Linked DNA regions of Zea mays: region 2 is linked to region 1. The links are chromatin contacts, called in public Hi-C maps. All regions are on one chromosome and are shown on one strand. Each heading gives the region's core, a stretch centred on a gene start, on an enhancer-like site or on the middle of the called end of the contact. The rest is flanking DNA. Distances are from core to core; before and after follow the strand shown. Region 1 holds the start of LOC100278286. Region 2 holds the start of LOC100279580 (1-aminocyclopropane-1-carboxylate synthase3).

What was found. A called contact is a pair of places that touch in the nucleus more often than the background predicts.
Region 2: a contact with region 1 is called in a Hi-C map of ear, with 3 times the contacts expected there. The contact joins the promoter of LOC100279580 here to the promoter of LOC100278286 in region 1. A contact is called at or near these places in 4 of 25 Hi-C or Micro-C datasets (ear, leaf and tassel) and 1 of 3 datasets of contacts at active chromatin or transcription factors (leaf).

What each region holds. Positions count from the first base shown.
Region 1 is chr9:25,424,197-25,426,896 of Zm-B73-REFERENCE-NAM-5.0, forward strand. It overlaps LOC100278286, which reads left to right and starts at 1,437. Exons shown (of 1, transcript NM_001151609.1): 1 at 1,437-2,254. The coding sequence starts at 1,485. The coding sequence ends at 2,021. LOC100281713 reads right to left here. Exons shown (of 14, transcript NM_001368085.1): 14 at 2,261-2,700. The coding sequence ends at 2,567.
Region 2 is chr9:25,865,581-25,868,280 of Zm-B73-REFERENCE-NAM-5.0, forward strand. LOC100279580 (1-aminocyclopropane-1-carboxylate synthase3) reads right to left here and starts at 1,360. Exons shown (of 4, transcript NM_001152577.2): 1 at 478-1,360; 2 at 228-380. The coding sequence starts at 963.

The DNA.
Region 1 (2,700 bases), core at 187-2,686:
CGGGTTCTCTACAGCTTCTTGCGCCTCTACTGTTGACGGGAGGGAAGGGAGCGGATCTGGTGATCCGTGGTAACATAGTTCTTAACACGTTATCAGCACGCTCTACCGGTAGTGGTAATGGAAATGGAACTTATTGCACCTGCTATCCTTTATTGTAAACGGTTACCGGTCTATGTTTGGTTGCAGCGTGGGATCAAAAAGAAGGATTGGAATTGGCTAACAATCAAAAGGCAACGGTAATGATTTTGAATTGGCTGGTATTGCATCCCACTGCAATCCTTTATGGTATAGTCTAATCAAACATAAAGCAATGGTAATAGATTACTCTGTTAACTGATTACGGCACTAAATCAACGTACCAAACAGCACCATAGTATTTCGTTACAGATTAATTCCATTTCGGTTTGCGTTTACTATAACTCCAACCAAACAGACCCTAAGTTTACATCAGGGCTAGTTTGGGAATCTAAATGCCGGAGGGTATTAGAGGGACTAAAATTTCCTTCTTATATAATTTTAAATAAGGAGAGAATTTTAGTCCCTCTAATCCCCTCCGATTTTTTGGTTCCCAAACTAGTCCTCAAGGAATCACTGCACATCCATGCCGTCGTCACATCAAAGACGCTCAATCTCGGTGAGTTTGTAGGTTATATCAACCAAACATGCCTAAGTTTACATCAACGATTTTTTATACTTTTTTATTCCAAATTCAAATGCTTGAAATTGAATGGGCCAGTTAGGTGTTGTCACTTAAAAAAATTGACATTACGGAAAAAGAAGAATTACCGAGAAAGAAATTATTTTAACGGGTTATTCATTCTAAAAAATAGACATCATCATAGGAAATAAAACGAACAAACTCAATCATTCAGTCATTTCATTTTTTTAGCCCCAGCTACTCATAAGAATTACTGAGTGCCATAATTGTATGCATTCTCTGCCAAAAAAAATGTCCCCTCAATGCTTGCACTAGAGTAGCCTTATGCACCTCTCTCTATACAGTCCGCCCTTGAATATTTGTCGCCGTGACAAATAAAAAAAGAAAACAGTGGGAGTAATTGACTGCCAGGCGATGAAAGCGAAGTCTACAATAGTGACTTCATCATTGCAATCATTTAAGTCATCTGAAGGAAACGAGGCATAGGTATTTATACCGAGAATTGACTCGGCAAACAACCTGGCAAACTAAAACTAAATCCTTACAGGATTCTATACCTATCGATCTAATCTGAACTTAACTGAAACGTGATAAATCTGAAAGAAACTCTGCAGCAGACAAGTTTGTTGCTACAACTACGGACCTGCTTAGGAGTCCGCACGATATTGAGGCGTACGGAGTATGTCCGAGCAGGAATCCAAACCAGGTTAACAAACTATAGCTATGGGCGTCCATATATGCATATATAAACGCTGCCTGCCGCCTGCGTCTCATCCTCGACCAAAACCAATCGACATCGAACTCGAACAGGCTCGAGAAAGCGGCGATGGAGAGCCTCGTCGCCATGATGGCCTTCTGCGAGGCACCGTTCGACGGCACCTCGCCTGCGTCCTCGCTTGCCGCCGGGAACAGCTCATCTTCGACCAACGTCCCCAAGGCTGGCGGGTATGGCATGGCGTCGTCGAGGCTGGCGTTGCTGGCCGCGAAGTGGCCGATGGAGAGGCTCGCGGCCATGGTGGCCTTCTGCGAGGCGCCGTTCGACGGCACAAGGTCCCCGTCGTCAGGTGCCGCCGGAGGCCGCGCCTGCGCAACGAACGTCCCCGAGGCCGGAGCCGGCGGAGACGTGGCGTCATCGGCACAGGCGAGGCTGGCCGCAGCCGCGAAGAAGCGGCCGGTGGAGAGGCTCGTGGCCGCGATGGCCTTCTGCGAGGCGCCGTTCGACGGCACCTTCGATGGCACCTCGGCTCCGTCGTCGGATGCCGCAAGTGACGTTGAAGATACGGCGGCGTTGAGGCGGCCGTGGCTGGCCGACGCCAAAGAACTAGAACGAGCGGCGATTGCGGCTGTTGCGCGTGAAGGTTAGGACCGTCGTTCATGGGCTCGCATCGCATTGGAGTCACCGAGTCAGCAAGGACTAATGTTCTTTTCTAGCAATAGAACCCCCCAACTACATGGAACATTGGGATACGATACCCTCTTTCCTGGACATGCACAACAGCAAGAACTGCATCCCGGTTCAGTACTGCCATTGGATCGAACAGTAGCAAATGTAGGTGTACAGTGTACTGGAAATTTGCAGAAATTTGTTCAAATCAATCATCTGAGTATTCAAAGAGTCAGTTCTTCAACTGCCTTGCCTTTAAATCAATTTCATGCTCTTGAGACACTACAACTGTTCCACGAAACCGAGTAGAATTTCAATGAAAAATAAAGAAATCAAGAGAACCGTTCCTAACAACAGTTGCATGCATACGTTTGCGTTTCCCTGTGGAAGGCACATCATAACTTACTCTTTTCTTTGACGAAAAAGAATAAATCGCTTGCACTGTTGCGACAAGTTCAGATTTTCATTGCACGGAAGCTCCAAAATTCTGCCAGAAGGTATCAGGAAGGCCCAAACTACATGAGCTAGCAGGAGGCCTCGTCTGTTTCTGTGATGTCCGCTTTGCTTTGGGGTTTTGGGGGATAGAGGTCCCACAGCGCAACCGTGGTATCCGCCGAGCAGGAAGCCATGAGCTTGCAGTCAGATGAGAAGGTCACTG
Region 2 (2,700 bases), core at 110-2,609, 440 kb after region 1:
ACACTGCTTGTCGGAGAGGAAAGGAACAATCCATCATATTACTCCACAGGATGAATGAAGCAGTATCGCATCCTAAAGTAGTGAAGATTGGCAAACTTTTTCATGGTCGATGTAACCGAGGCGTCGGCAGCACAGCAAGAATAGGGGATGTGTGTGTTTTTTTAGGGACGGGGGATCAAACAAAAAGAAAGAAAAAGGGCGATTCAGAGCGGGATCCGTTAGCCTACCATCTTCAAGGCAAGTATCCCATCGTAGGGCTGGTAGGTTGCGAGCCCCCTGATGGTGAGGTCCCTGACCTCGTCCCCGGCTGCCGCGAGGCCGTCCAGCATCGCCGCCCCCGCGTGCTCCTCCATCCACCGCCCCACCAAATCCAGCGACAGCTGCGCGCGCGCGCGCGGAGTCAGGCGGGCCATCCATCAGTACAGAAAAATCAGGGAAGCGGATAACAAAATAGAGTATCCATGAGACGATCCGTACGTGGTTCTCGGCGAGGCCGAGGTTGACGACACCGTCGGGGTTGGACGCGGGGTGGTAAGGGTCGGCGGCGCACCGACGGAGACCGGCGTAGTAGAGCGAGTCCTCGTCCCCGGCCCGCACGACGGCCCCGCGCGCGGAGAGCGACGGCAGCGCGGCGCGCGGCGTGAGGAGGCCCCGCGAGTGGGAGCGGAGGATCGGGGAGGCGGCCGCGGGCGGCGGGGAGCCCGGCGCCGGCGCCGGCGCCGGCGCCGGCGCGGGGCGGTTGCGCTTGATGTAGAGCTGGAAGAAGTAGAAGAGCGCGCAGGGGATGAGGGAGCCGAGCACCAGGCCGCCCCGGCCCTGCACCACCCCCTGCAGCGGCACCACGATGCGCATCCCGCCGTCGGCGCGCGGCCGCGGCCGCGGGTCGCGTGACGGCTTCCTCTTCGTCCTCGTCGCGCGGGATGTCGCGTGGCCGTCGTCGTCGCCGTCGCCGCCGTCCCTCATGGGCGCGGCGGCAGCCCGTGCCGCGGCGTCGTGGTGTGGAGCGCGCGCCGGCGCCGGGGCGGCGGCAGCATAGGCGGGTGGTGGGAGGGAGGCGGGATTGGGTTGGCGCGGGCGGGGGGATTTGCGGGTTTGGGTGGGGGCCAATTCGCGCGGGGCTGGGTGGTGACTGGTGGCCGTCTGGCTCTGGCCGAGGCCGGACGGAGGGGGGAACACGCCGGGTTTGGCGTCTTGCTTGCCGCTTCTGGCGGCCCGCGGCCGAGTGGTGGAGTGGGGTGAAATGGGAAAGGAGCGAGTCCCGCCTCCCGTGATCCCGTCCCGTCCGTCCCTTGATTTGAGCGAACCACGAAACGGACGGAAGCAGCGGCTCAGGTCAGGTGGGGCATCCTCTCCATTGATCTGGCCAATAACTGTTTTCAAATACTAGATCTCTGCAATGGCGATCTCTCTCGTTTTTTTTTTGCACTAGTTACGGCGCGCTCGACCCAGGAAGCCAAGCACTCCAAGTTACGGCAGTGGTTTTCTAAAGTTGCTTTAACCAGCAAATCCGAGTGGCCCGTGCTGCCTGCCTTGCCGCAGCCGCCAACGCCACGCCAGGGCCAGGCGAGGCGAGGCCGGCCGTGTCAACGTGCCGTCCGCCCGGTCTTGCACTGTCACACTGACACGCCACGCGACAGCGAGAGCTGCGAACGGACGAACAAGGGACAACTTAGCGAGGTAGCCCGGCGGCCCAGCCGAGAGCCGTGGCGGCCTCCGCAAGGAAAACAGCTGGAGGAGCTGAGCTGAGCTGAGCTCCGCTCCAGAACGGCAGAACTTGCCTAGGTCGAGACAATTGCCATTATGGAAGAAGAGAGAAGAGAATTCGATGAAATAGAGGCGTTGGTGTTGGCTTTTCTGTTTTGAAGACGCAGCTGACAGACTCTTCCGGATATGGACAACAGACGGAGATTTGGGTTTGGTGTCAACATTAAATTCACTCTGTGCTCACGCCGTCAAAAAGTCTGGCGCCGCCGTTTCTTGTTGACGCGGGCTGCATCCCCAATCCAAAAACCCTAGCCGCCATTTCGTGTTCACGCTGTCTGCTTCCCCAATCCAGGAACCTAGTCGCCTTTTCTCTGCTCCTCTGCGGATGGATCTTCCTCCGAGCCAAGTGGTTGACGATGTTGTAGAAGCGGCTCGTGCTGCTGCCGTCGCGGCTTCGGAGGCGAGATGCGTGGCCGTTGTTGCTGAGAAGGAGGCCAAGGCTGCGGTTCAGTTCGTCGTCATTGTCGTCGACAAGGTTGAAGCAGTTAAGGCCTCATCAAATGTGGTATGTATTATCAAACTCATACACTCCTATTTTTTGTTGCTAGAAAGGGTACAAGTAAACTGATAGGAAAATAATATATTCGTATGCCATGATTATCATCTGGTTGTTGCACAGGAAAATGTCGACTTCAAGTATCATGTGAACATAAAGAATTCGTTGAGATACGCTTCTTCTGAGCACTAATCCTCAGTCTCTTCTTGGGGGTGATCTTCTTAACTAGCCATTTCCTTGTCGGTGGTGGAGTCTGCTGGGTTGTTGCATCGGGCACTTGTGAAGTGATTTGTGCACCGAGTGAAACAGCTCCATCGTCATCTCTCTAATTTTCTCAGCCAAATCACACACATGAAGGTCTTTGTGGTCTTTAACCCAGTTATTAAAAACCTCAACCATGTTATTTGTGATGTAATCACATTTGATATCTTTGTTGAAAC